Regions from separate parts of the Mus musculus genome. Here region 1 is linked to region 2. Evidence: chromatin contacts called from public HiChIP or PLAC-seq data. All regions are on one chromosome and are shown on one strand. Each heading gives the region's core, a stretch centred on a gene start, on an enhancer-like site or on the middle of the called end of the contact. The rest is flanking DNA. Distances are from core to core; before and after follow the strand shown.

Region 1 (5,819 bases), core at 2,950-5,449, 98 kb after region 2:
CACAGTCAGTTACAGGGGAGCTCAGAAGGGACTAAGAGCATGTGGCTGGCTTTGTCTTTGTCAAGTGTGCAGTGTCCCTCTCAGATGTGTTGGTGAGCAGACAATTGCTCAGAGTGGCCTCCTGTGCCCTAACACTTCTGTTCTTCATTTTTGGATGGAGCTTCCTTTGCTTTGATAATAGTGCTAAGCACAGCTCATAAGCTGTTAAACTATGACTATGAAGTAGAGGAATTTGAGGAAGGAAGGAAGGAAGAAAGGAAGGAAAGCCCAGCCTCTTTATCTATCTACCCTTGTTCTTCCAGCAGAGTCTTGCAGATCTTGTGCAAGCCCTGATTCCTCCAGGGTTCAGTTTTCTCGTGTCTAACTCAGGAACTAACTGGCCCTTTGAGGGTCTGAACTTCCACTGAGCTACTCTGTTTAATGAACACATTAAGTTATAGAAAGTGTATGCAGAGTACTTTCTTATGTAGTTATGCACCTCATTTCAATGTCAAAGAAAGCCATGCAACATTCACAACTGCTTTTGGTTGGGCTGGGGAATGAAAAATGAAAGCAAAGTCAAGAGAGAGGTCTTTCAGGACCACTCCCCATCCCCCCACCATGCTGTGGTTAATTAGAAAAAAAAAACAGTTTTCAGATAATGCCATAGCTGCTTCTATACTTAAGTCATAGCTTTAAAGGAGAACTACCTGTGACATTGGTCCCTTGGCCATTCCTTTCTATGGGAGCAGAGTGGAAAGTGCTGGTCGGAGGGCCTTACTGAGTCAAAAAGAAAGAAAGAAACAAACAAAAAAACCCAAAAAATAAAAATCCATGGCTTGACGTTTCAGCTTCCCACCCTGGCTCAGTTGGGCTCAGAGCTGTTGCTTCAAGGATGCAAGCCCAGCAGCCTGGCTGGTCAGATGCTCTAACACCAGTTCCCACAGGGCATTTAAGAAGTGAGTAGACGCCAGGCGTGGTGGCGCACACCTTTAATCCCAGCACTCGGGAGGCAGAGGCAGGCGGATTTCTGAATTTGAGGCCAGCCTGGTCTACAAAGTGAGTTCCAGGACAGCCAGGGCTATACAGAGAAACTCTTTCTTGAAAAACAAACAAACAAACAAACAAACAAAAAAGAAGAAGTGAGTAGATGTAGGGTCCCGTGGATGCAACTGAACGCTCACCCGGAATGTGTGGGGCCCTGGGGTCAATCCTCAGGACCATTTAAAGAAAAAGGAAGTTCCACTCATGCTTCTGAATATCCACCCCTCCCCCAATTCATAGAAACAAAAGCCAGCTAGCAGCCTCCTGTGCCCTCGAGCCCACCCGGCAATATCATGAATAGACAGACTATTTGGATGTATGCCTTCTTTCCAAACCTGGAAACTCAACGGAACCCTGTGGGGCTGTCAAGATTGTACCGTAAGTTCTGTGCCGAGGGACAGGAATAGGCTTTGTGAAGATAGGGTAGTGGTCGCTTTAAGATCTGCTGGCACTTAACAAGATTTGAAGCCAGCTGTTGGTTCTCCCTCCCTCCCTCCCAGCTGCTGTCCAGGGCTTTTATAGGCAGTCACCTAATTGTGGCGGACAAAATGCCCAGACTCAGACCCTGCAGGCCTATAACACTGTGCAACTCCACGCTGGTCCCTGCTGGATCCCAGGGCTCTGAGATGTACCATAGTCCTTCATAGTACAAATGGCACTAATGACCTGAAAAGACAGAAGCCAAATGGGGCTGTGGCTTTTAGGGACTTCTGGTATTCTGCTCTCAGACACAATGCTCATACACCATCTGATCTCAGGAAACAGTTTTTGTTAAGTTTGTATTTGGTGACTAGATGGTCAATAAAACCAGAAGAGCCTCAAGTAAGTTCCTTGTTTGATTTTCTTTTCTTTTTATTGTCTCTGCTTCTGAGGATATAGAGGCTGATAGCTTTTCCCTTAATTTCACAAAAGATGTGGGACTCTCCACTCACTTCCAGTGTGCTTTAAGCTAATGAAAAAGGCACGAAGTTCCAGTGGCTGATTGTCCCCAAGTCATAGAAAGCTGGAGTGCAGACTGCTTAGCATTCACGGGTCGCTTCACACTCTGCTCCTGGCAGATACTGATGTAGTGTTGGTTGCTTAAGCGGTGCAGATGCAATGAATAAGCTGTGGCAAGTTTTGGTGTCAAACGGGTGTGTCCGAAGGTTTAGCTGAAATGTACCTCGTCCCTAAGGGAAACTGGCCTGGTGATTCCCTGCGGTTAGAAAACGTGGACCTCATGAGTTCAGGTGATCTGGGTGTAGTAGTGCCACATTAGTCCCAGCATTCAGGAGGTAGAGGCAGGTGGATCATGATTTGAGGCCAGCCTGGTTTACAGAGTGAGCCTAGGGAGGCTAGGGGTTGGTGGAGGGGCTGGGGATGTGAGGGTGTTTGGTGAGATTCAGATGATCCAAAATATGTTTTTTCTGATCATGTGGTCGGTCTGTGTGAGAATCAGGGCCTTGGCGAAATACTCACCAGACTGACGTTTTTATTAAGAAAAATGTCCCGTGTCTGAGGAAACAACAGAGCCAGTGAAGGACCTGGGCTCACGGAATAAAGAAGGCAGTTGCTGTGGGGTAAAGCATGGGACAGAGCTCTGTACACCTACACCCACATAGCAGACGTATGTTTATCACATGCACATACAAGCAGAGCAAAACATACTCGGAAGGGTGTGTGTGTGTGTGTGTGTGTGTGTGTGTGTGACAGGCAATAATAATTATGGAATAAGAGGTTATCAGGCAATGGAGCTGGGAAGGAAAGGTAGAGGAGGGAGCAGAGGGTGGGGTGAATATACTGCATTAATGTGAAATTCTCAACAGAATATAAAAATTGCTTGGTGGTAGTGGTGTGTGGCATTTGGAAAACAGAGGCAGGTGGATCTTTGTAAATATTCAAGGCCAACTTGGTCTACAGAGCGAGTTCCAGGACAGCCAGGACTACACACAAAGAAATCCTGTCTTTAAAAAAAAAACTAATAATTCATTATAATAAATAATAAATTTATTATAATAAATAAAGAAAGAAAGAAAAGAAAAATGTATACAAGAAGTAAACATGTTTACGCTTTTGGGTTTTTGTTTTGTTTTTTTGGTTTTGGTTTTGGTTTTTTTTCAAGACAGGGTTTCTCTGTGTAGCCCTGGCTGTCCTGGAACTTTGTAGACTAGGCTGGCCTCGAACTCAGAAATCTGCCTGCCACTGCCTCCCAAGTGCTGGGACTAAAGGCGTGTGCCACCACTGGCTGGCTCATGTTTAGTTTTTAATCTGCCCCATGTGAACCCTTTAATATTGCCATAAATAAATCAGTTTCCTCTTTTCCCCTCGTCTCCCTCAAGACATTGGAACAGATGAGCAAGATATAATGATCGAGAATCCATCCACATTTTCTATTAGCAGGCTCATGCTTAGTCCATAATTACCAGTTTCTCTTTATTGAAAACAGGCAAAGTGTTTTGTGTGAGTAGCAGCATAAGCCTGTTATCTTGGCAAACATACATATTTGATTTTTAAAATCTCTTTGTCTCTCTGTGTGTCTGTCTCTCTATGACTCTGTCTCTGTCTCAGTCTGTGTGTGTGTGTGTGTGTGTGTGTGTGTGTGAGCGCTCGCATCACATGCCCAGGCTAGTTTGGGGACTCATGTTCTTTCCTTTAACCTCCCAAGTGCTAGAATTAGGGGTTACCAGTCCTTCAGCTCATTTCTCTTGGTGAGGAATGTAAATTCAGCACGGAGCTTGCTTGCATTGCATCTCAGAACCTGGACTGTGAAGCATCTGCGATCTCTGGCGGCTGCTCCGCCTCCAGTGGTCTTTGACTCAGAGGTTTGCATGCAAGGGATTTCCCTGGGAGGCACACAAGGGCCTGCTGTGCCGGGGTGGAGTGTGGTGGGACGGATCTTTATCTTATTCTAGGTGTAGAGCAGGGTTGAACCCAGCACATAGACGTGCAAGGTGTGTGCATGGTGCCTCTCCAGCCTCCCTAGGCCTGCCCCCCACCGCGTCCTCAGCCTTTACTAGGGACTTCACTAGGACACTTCTTTCCTCCCATTCCACACCTGTACCCACCTCCCTGCTGTAGTTTATGAGCCCAGGAGGAGGCAGGTTTGACACAGGGACACAGTCTCTGAGGACAGCTGCAGACAAGTTAGCTCCCCAGACAGTAAAATGTAAAGAGGGGGGAGGGGCGACCTTTGAAGTTTGCAGAAAAGCGTGACTTTGACCACTTCCTTCCCTCTTCCCCGGAGTCCCAGGGATTAAGCAGAGAGCAATGGCCAGTGAGCTTTACAAGGAGGGATGCAGGTAGTGCGCGGAGAGCAACTGCCAGCGAGCTTTACAAGGAAGGACGCATTTCCATCACCAGGGGCTGAGTCCTTAGTGTTTAATACTGCTCTGAATGGCTGTTCACAGCACAGGAGCCCTGTGGTCACAGGAGCCCTGGGCAGAGCACATGGGAACACTTTACTGGAGGCTCCAGAGCAGGGCCCTAGGGACATCCATGTACAGGAGTGTGCAGAGAACACTCTGGAGTCAGAGTTTAAACTTTGACAGTACTACTGGGCTTGCTTTCTTCCTGTATGTTTCCAATGGGTTTTCTCTGTACTTGGCCCTCCTTGAGCTCAGGAGGAGGGCTGATAACCAAGTGGACGGAACTGTGACACCACACACCACCACCACCACCACCACCCCCACCCCCACCCCACCCCCCACGCCCTGCAATTTCTCCTCTCAATTTCATATCTGAGTTTTAGTCTCTGGTTGGTTGCTTTTCTTTCTACAATGTTTGTAGTATTTTTCTGTTTATTAAAGAATTCCAGGAGTTTACTTTTCTTTGTCATGTTTTGACAGTTTACCATGAAATGTTTGGGGGGTGAGGGGAGAGGAGGGAGAGAGAGGGAGGGATGGAGAAAGAAGGAGGGGGAGGAGAGAGGGAGGGAGAAAGGGAGAGATGGAGGGAAGAGTGAGAGGGAGAAGAGGGAGGGAGGGATGTAGGAGAGAGAGGGAATGATGGATGAGGAGAAGTGAAGGGGGAGGAGGGAAAGAGAGGGATGGATAGAGAGAGGAGAGAGAGGGAGAAGAAGGTGGGGGGGGGGAGAGAGCATACAACAAAACAACAAAACTTACATCTGGGAGCTGCTAACCTCAAGAAGCTGCGAGGTAAATCTGTATCTGACAGGTTGTACAGCATCAGGAGGCCCTCATTCTCTGTCTCATCCTATGTCAAAGAAGGCCAAGGGATGGAGTGTTGTGAGAATTAAATATGGGAGTATAAAGGGGTTGATCAGCAAGCCTGGGGCTTCCCTTCACCCTTGCTGATACTCCACAGTGTGTGGTAAAATAACCTGGCTAAAGCAACTAAGTGCAGGTTAATTTCAGCTCATGACTTAAGGAGATATATAGTTCATTATGGTGGGGAGGCATGGTGGCAGGAGCTTCCTTCCAACAGGAAGCGTCATTGATGAGGACTGTATGACATAGGTAGCAGAGACGTACACATAAATGGGGGAAGAAACAGACCATTCAGAATGCACCTGTGTATCTTGCCCATGTGATAACAAGGGCACATAGGCACACCCTTTCCCACAATGCACCTGTGAGCTGTGCCCATGTGATAACAAAGGCACACCCTTCCCCACAATGCACCTGTGTACCTTGCCCATGTGATAACAAAGGCACACCCTTTCCCACCAATTACAGTTGAGCAAATGAACAACTGTGGACAAAAGTAAGCACACATCCCCCATGGTTAAAACAAACACAACCTCAGCAAACTAGAAACCTGCCCAGATGTCCCTATCCCCACCAGCCTACCCTCCACCC
Region 2 (6,304 bases), core at 1,593-4,092:
GGTTACCTCGGGTTTGGAAAGTAAGGATTTCTCTGCCACCGGAAAAACCCTATGTTTGAGAACAGGGAAGATATGGAAGCTGTACGTTCTTCTAGTTTCTCTGGGAAAAGAAGAGAAACAGGGGCCCAGAGCTGGGTGTGTACATGATGAGCAGCCGGGAGGATGAAGAGCACCAGTTCCACAGTGAGTGAGTGCCAGCCCTGTTCTCAGTGTTTCCAGGCAAGATCCTTGCTATTTGGGCCCTTATGTTCAGGAAAGCCACCACAAATGCTGACTTGGGGGATGCCGAGCAATCATTTTCTTGAGCACATGCAGCTGGGTTCTTGAAAACCTCTGGTCACGTCTTTGTCAGCTGATCATTATGTAACCTTGTTTGCTTTGCATTATACAGATTTGTTAAGGTTGGACGCACAGCTGCCACCCTATGTCCAAGTAAGGCTTTTCTTTCCATCTTCCTAAGAAGGCAATTAGGAGACTGGGCAGGAAAGATGGTCCCTGACTCATCAAACAGTGAGACCAGCAGCAGCAGCAGGAAGAGGAGGAGGAGGACAATAATGTGAAAACTGGGGCACTGATTGGGGCCCAGAAGGGAAATTTGTTTATAACATGAACTGAAATAAGGCAGCCTACCTCTCTGGATCTCAAAACGCTGACCCTGAGCCTGCATGGCCCGGAAAGTGCTACAAGGACTGACTGATTTGTAGCATCTCCAACCCCAGAAGCTGTTACTGATAAGGATGTTTTCAGGGTTTTTCTATTTAGTCCCTTAACAGCTCTGTAAGGAAGGGATAGATGTTATTTTCATATTTGTTTTGTTTTAGAGACATGGTCTTTCCCTCACACTATGTAGCTGGCTTTCCCTCACACTACGTAGACCAGGCTGGCTTGAATTCACAGAGATCCACTGCCTCTGCCTCTCAAGTGCTGGGTTTAAAGGCTTGCACCATTATGCCTTCCTTATTTCCATATCTGAAGCCAAGGTTTGTGGTGATTTTTGTCAAATCCCAAGGCTACAAGGAGTGGGGACAAGATTCTAGCCCAGTTTCTCTCCAGAACCTAGGCCCTTACTCATTTTATTATCCCCCACAATGGATCTAATAAATTCTTTGTAACATTGTTCAGAAGACAGGTTTGGCTTCTAGGGAACAAGAAACAATAAAACCTATACATTGGCCTTTTGTTTGTTTGGTTGTATGGGTTTTTGAGACAGGGTTTCTCTGTGTAGCCCTGGCTATCCTAGAACTCACTTTGTAGACCAGGTTAGCCTCTAACACAAGAGATCTGCCTGCCTCTGCCTCCTGAGTGCTGTACTAAAGGCATGCGCCACCACCTCTAGTTCAGTCTTTATTTTGCTTTTAAGATTTATTTATGCTCTGTTTATTTATATAATAATATAAGTTAATATATGTTATATATAATAAATACTAAATATATTTATTTATTTATTATGCTCTATTTGCATGTATGCCTGCATGACAAAAGAGGTCATCAGATCCCTTTATAGGTGGTTGGAAGTCACCAAGTGGGTGCTGGGAATCAAACTCAGGGCCTCTGGAAGAGCATCCAGTGTTCTTAACCTCTGATCCATCTCTCAAGCCCTCAGTCCTTGTTTTTAATAGTTACATTTTGTTCTATATAATTAAATTTGTCAGGCAATTTACACTTCAAGACATGTGTGTTGCCCAAGGTCTCTATTCTACATAAGATCGTACTCGGCCTTAAGAATGACAGGGGCCTGGAGAGATGGGCTCAGTGGTTAAGAGCACTGGCTGCTTTTCCAGAGGATTCAGTTTCCCAGCACCCACACAGCAGCTCACAATCTTCCCTAATTCCAGTTCTAGGGAATCTGATGCCTTCTTCTGATAGCTATGGGCTGTGCATGAATATGGTACACAGACACACAGGCAAATGACAGAAGGGGGTGGGGTCACATATATATCAAATCAGAACACTAAGAGGTTAAGTCTCAGGCAAAACTGGGTTACTAAATAGCTTTCTGTCTGCAACACATTCTAGGATCGTTGTTTATTCTTGTTACTATAATTAACACCCTATCATTTGTACAAATTAATGGGTTTCACTGTGACATTAAGATCCATGTATATGTCACCAGAATTTTTAAACTGCCACTAATTATTTCAAGTACATACTGACTCCTTCAAATCGAGGTTTCAACTATATTGTGAGTACTGGCAATTTCATATATATTGAAAAACAGACTTTTCATAACTACTGTTATCAGATTTTTTAATATAGAAGTTACTATACTTCAAAGGGAAAACGTGTAGCCATATTAAAAACTATTTTATTGGACATCAAGGACGATTTTTATTGTACATTCGTTATCATCTTTGTAATCTTTCAAAGGGCAAAGGGACGGGGCTTTCGCACTTTTGTTCGTTCAGGTCTAACTCCCTGAGAACGCTGGAGCAGTTTCATCTGTAAAAGATCCCCTTCTCTAGTAATGACTGCCTTTCGCGAGGCAGTAGGATTGACAATTAACCCTTTTTTTTTTCTTGATCCAATTTTAAGGAGGAAGCTGTTAGTGAAATCGTTAAAATAAAGGCCATTTCATTACCATCTCTCCAACCCAAAACAATCGGGGCAGGACCTGTCACTCAGTGCCTGGACAGTCATGCAACTGGACACTGTTTCTCTGCACCAGGCCGGACAGACAGCTCTAACTGTGTCCCTCCCTACTGGCTGGCTGAACGATCTTGAGGATAAGAAAAGCCACTCACCAGCCCCCTGCGGGCACCCGTGGGCGCGCCGGAAGTGACGTAATCAGGCCCGCCCCAGCAGATTAAAGAGCAAGGAGGTGCGCATGCTTGAAGGAAGCGGAAGTCCGGATTTCCGGCCGGCGCTTGAAGGTGCGGATTCCGGGCTTCCGGGTGGGCGTGGGGGCCGGACGAGCTAGGGGTCGGCGGCGTGGCAAGAGGACAGGGCTATGGAGAAGCTGCGGCGCGTCTTGAGCGGCCAGGACGACGAGGAGCAAGGCCTGACGGCGCAGGTAACGTCCTCGGCCGCGGCGACAGTGGGAGAGGGGACCGCGAACCGCTCTCGGGGAGTCGGTCCCGGATCCCCGGGACTGTCCGGTCCCCGCTTCTCTGCCATGGCCTTTCTCTGCGCCCTCCCCTCCTGCACCAAGTTCCGCCGCCCCTGCAGCGAGCAGGCCTCGGGGCCAGGCTGCCTGTGGCCGGCTCATTCATTCCAGGTCTCAAGACAGATCTGGGGCTGGGGAGATGGCTCAGCGGTTAAGAGCACTGACTGCTGCTCTTCCAGAGGTCCTGAGTTCAATTCCCAGCAACCACATGGTGGCTCACAACCATCTGTAATGGGGATCTGATGCCCTTTTCTGGTGTGTCTGAAGACAGCTGCTGTGTACTCATATAAATAAATAATAAATAAATAGATCTTTAAAAAAATTAAGGCTGAGATCTGGGCGAGAGACTGGAGAGCACGGACGTGCCAAAGGTTGCCTGTGAAGTCAGCCCTCCTTAGTAATGCATGGTTTTGTTTTGTTTTGTTTAATTAACAGAGCCCTTGTTTGCTTGTGACCCAGACATGAGACTTGATAAAGACTTACTTCCTCCAGTAAGAATTAAAAATAGGCAAACAGGAACTGCTTTGTGTTTTGCACGCTAGCACATTTTGGTGTGTCTTGGCACAGACCTGGGCCTGATTTTGTATTACATGAAGATGTTTTGTTTGTTCGTTTTTCCTTTCTGACTTATTTGTTGGCAGGGCTGAGGTAGCCCGTGTTGAGACAAGTGAACTCTATATTGTATTTTGTGTTTTGTTTGTTTGTTCTTTTTGGGTTTGTTCCAAGACAAAGTCTCACTGTGTAGCCCTCACTGGCCTGGAGCTACAAAGGTCCTCCTGCCTCTGCCTCCTGAGAACTGAAATCAGTATTGTAATTGCAATACAAAAGACCTGTACATAGTCACTTCAGCAATGGCTGTAAATATGGCTTATCCACCGTGCTTGATAGTATCAACTGCTTCATGCTCCACTCTTTGTTCTAGATCTTTGCTGTAGCTATGACCACATGTAGCCACTCAAAATGTAAACAGATTAAAATGTAGAATTTATTTCCGTAGTGGTGCATGCCGTTTTTAAGTGTTGAGTAGCATGTGGCTGCTGCTCAGACATTGCTGGAGTGTTGTCAGGCAGTGCTCTTGTAAATCCTGGGGACAAAGAAGTGAACTTGGTCCTTGGAGCTGTTTCCGGAAGAGAGGAGATTGTGTAAAGAAGAGTTCAGTCAAAGGTGGAACGCTCTGGTGGTGATAGACTGTTAGGTGGTTATCCGTTGTCACTGTGGATGTAATAACAGTGACTGATAGAGGCCTCCGGTGCTACGGTTACAGTGTTAGTGGAAAGTGCGTGGAACAGGTAGAGTGGGTTGGGAAGCTTAGGGTTGCCGTAGTGCATAGGGTAGTCAGCCTCTCAGGTAGCTCAGGGAAGCTCTTCCTGAGCTCCCAACTAGGAGAGAGTGGCAGGGGTGGCCTCTGTGTGTGCTGGGCCGGTGACTGGAACAGAGGGAAAGAGGGACACAGGTAGGAGACAAAGGCAGGAAGGCAGGAGGTGGAAGATTCTGCGTCCCATTGGGTCTCTTAGGCTGTGGAGAGGGTTTCGATTCACTGTGAGTGAGTGATACTGTATTAGCCACTTTCCCATCGCTGAGCACAGTACCTGGCAGAAACAGCTCAAGGAGAGGGAAGGTATGTCGTGGTTCCATTTCAGAGCTTTAGTCCATCTTGATGGGAAGGTATGGTGGACAGTTCAGTTCTTGGATAGACGTGTGGGAGGGGATTCGCTTCCCAGCTCCAGGAAGGAGAGAGGTCAGCCCTAGGGAGTGACTTCTGTCAAGTCGGCCTTAGCATCTCAAGTTTCCAGAATGTCTCAAAGTAGGGCCACCTCTGAGAAGAGGGCGTGGGAGCTTAGCCTGTTCACGGGGAAGCCTCAGCTGTGTTGATCCAGTACTCCCATTTTCTTACCTTTTTAAAGATTTATTGTTCCTTCATATGTATAAATATTTTGCTCTCCGAGAATGAAAGGTATGACAGTAATGAGGGACAGGGGTAGAATGTCATGGTGGCCTTGAAAGTATTATGTGTCTGGGGAGGAGCATGGGCCTAGAGGGAAGAGTGCCTAGCACACTGCTTGTCCTGCAGGATGTGTGGGAAGAACGCATGCCCTCGGGGAGGATAGACCACAAGGTGAGAGATACTTAGAAGTTAGTGAGGACCAGAAAGTTTGTGTAGAGTTCAGGGTGTTCTGCGATTGTGGGTGACCAGGCTTAGTAGGGCAGTGGGGTGGTGACTTCTTGTACTGCAGGATGGAAAAGGTCCTATCTATGGAATAGGATGGTCACCCAGGTGCAGGTTAGACAAGGGTGTCCAGGCACCCTGGAAATTGAGCTACTCCGTTCTGCTGCAGAGAGGCTTGAGGGCCAGGATTGACTAGAAGCTAGGGTTCCAGGCCCTCCTTGGCAGGTATCTAGGACATCTTCCTAGAGGGAAAGGCCTGAAGCAGGCCTCAGAGAACCCCATCCTGCTCGCTCTCCCACCACTGTGCTTCTAGAGTTAAGCCCAGGTTAGCTTCTCAGACCTGCACGTACCTAGTCCCTCCTCCACCTGCCAGGACTCTGTGCTTCAGGTGTTTCAGCTTCCTTGCCTGAGTCCTTTCTTAGCTGTACAACTTGGCAGTCTTTTAGCAAGGTCATTCTTTCTGGAATGCTCCAACCTGGCTCTTCTAGTGGAGTCAGCACTGAATGTCTTCAGAGAGACTAGGCTGTTCCTAGTTACCCTCCTATTTGCTCTGGCTGCTGTTCTCACCATTGACCGCCCTTCCCCATTTGCATGTAAGGCCTGTCTGTCCTGCGACCTGTCATTGAAGCCTAACAAGTCTCTGCCATGAACTGTGTGTTCATAGACTTTGACCAGAACTCAACGACTGGGGAGCTTAGAAACCACAGAAGTTTAATTTTTACTATTCAGTCCCAAGATCATGGTCAGAGTGAAATCTTTGTCTCCCAAGGGTCACCTTCTGGTCTGTGGATGTACCATTCCAGTTTCAGTGCAAGGGGTGTGGGAATTCCCTGGGAAAGGAAACTAATCCCACTTCCAAAGGTTCTGTTGCCGTGTCTGAATGCCCCTGAGGCTCTGTGTTCTAGCACCAGTGTCTGAAAGGTTAGGATTTGGGGGAACCCTAGGTGCACATTGTAGCCCAGCACGGCAGATAACTAGTCCATGTTAACAAAGGAAACGGCCATGTTCCACCTTCAAGTTCACTGCATGGAAGA

What was found. HiChIP or PLAC-seq counts read pairs in DNA pulled down with a chosen protein or histone mark.
Region 1: an H3K4me3 HiChIP or PLAC-seq map of embryonic stem cells shows a contact between it and region 2, with 7 times the contacts expected there. The contact joins the enhancer-like site here to the promoter of 4930506C21Rik in region 2. A contact is called at or near these places in 3 of 39 promoter capture datasets (embryonic stem cells, neural stem cells and stem cell-derived epiblast-like cells), 5 of 484 Hi-C or Micro-C datasets (all in embryonic stem cells), 7 of 115 datasets of contacts at active chromatin or transcription factors (the 230-238 cell line, the HPC-7 cell line, the SCID.adh cell line and 2 more) and 4 of 9 other capture datasets (adipose tissue, embryonic stem cells, liver and 1 more).

What each region holds. Positions count from the first base shown.
Region 1 is chr17:8,404,927-8,410,745 of GRCm38.p6, forward strand. All of the region lies in intron 5 of T2 (brachyury 2), which reads left to right. Among named protein-coding and RNA genes, the nearest start is that of Gm34036, 6.0 kb to the right of the region's middle. Within about 2 kb of position 4,200, at least 65 of the 459 cell types and tissues checked have an H3K27ac peak or open chromatin away from gene starts, as enhancers often do. A contact at or near this core is called in the 230-238 cell line, the HPC-7 cell line, the SCID.adh cell line and 2 more, where this site is marked.
Region 2 is chr17:8,308,276-8,314,579 of GRCm38.p6, forward strand. 4930506C21Rik (RIKEN cDNA 4930506C21 gene) reads right to left here and starts at 2,843. Exons shown (of 5, transcript NR_073374.1): 1 at 2,742-2,843. Sft2d1 (SFT2 domain containing 1) reads left to right here and starts at 2,828. Exons shown (of 8, transcript NM_134114.2): 1 at 2,828-3,010. The coding sequence starts at 2,948.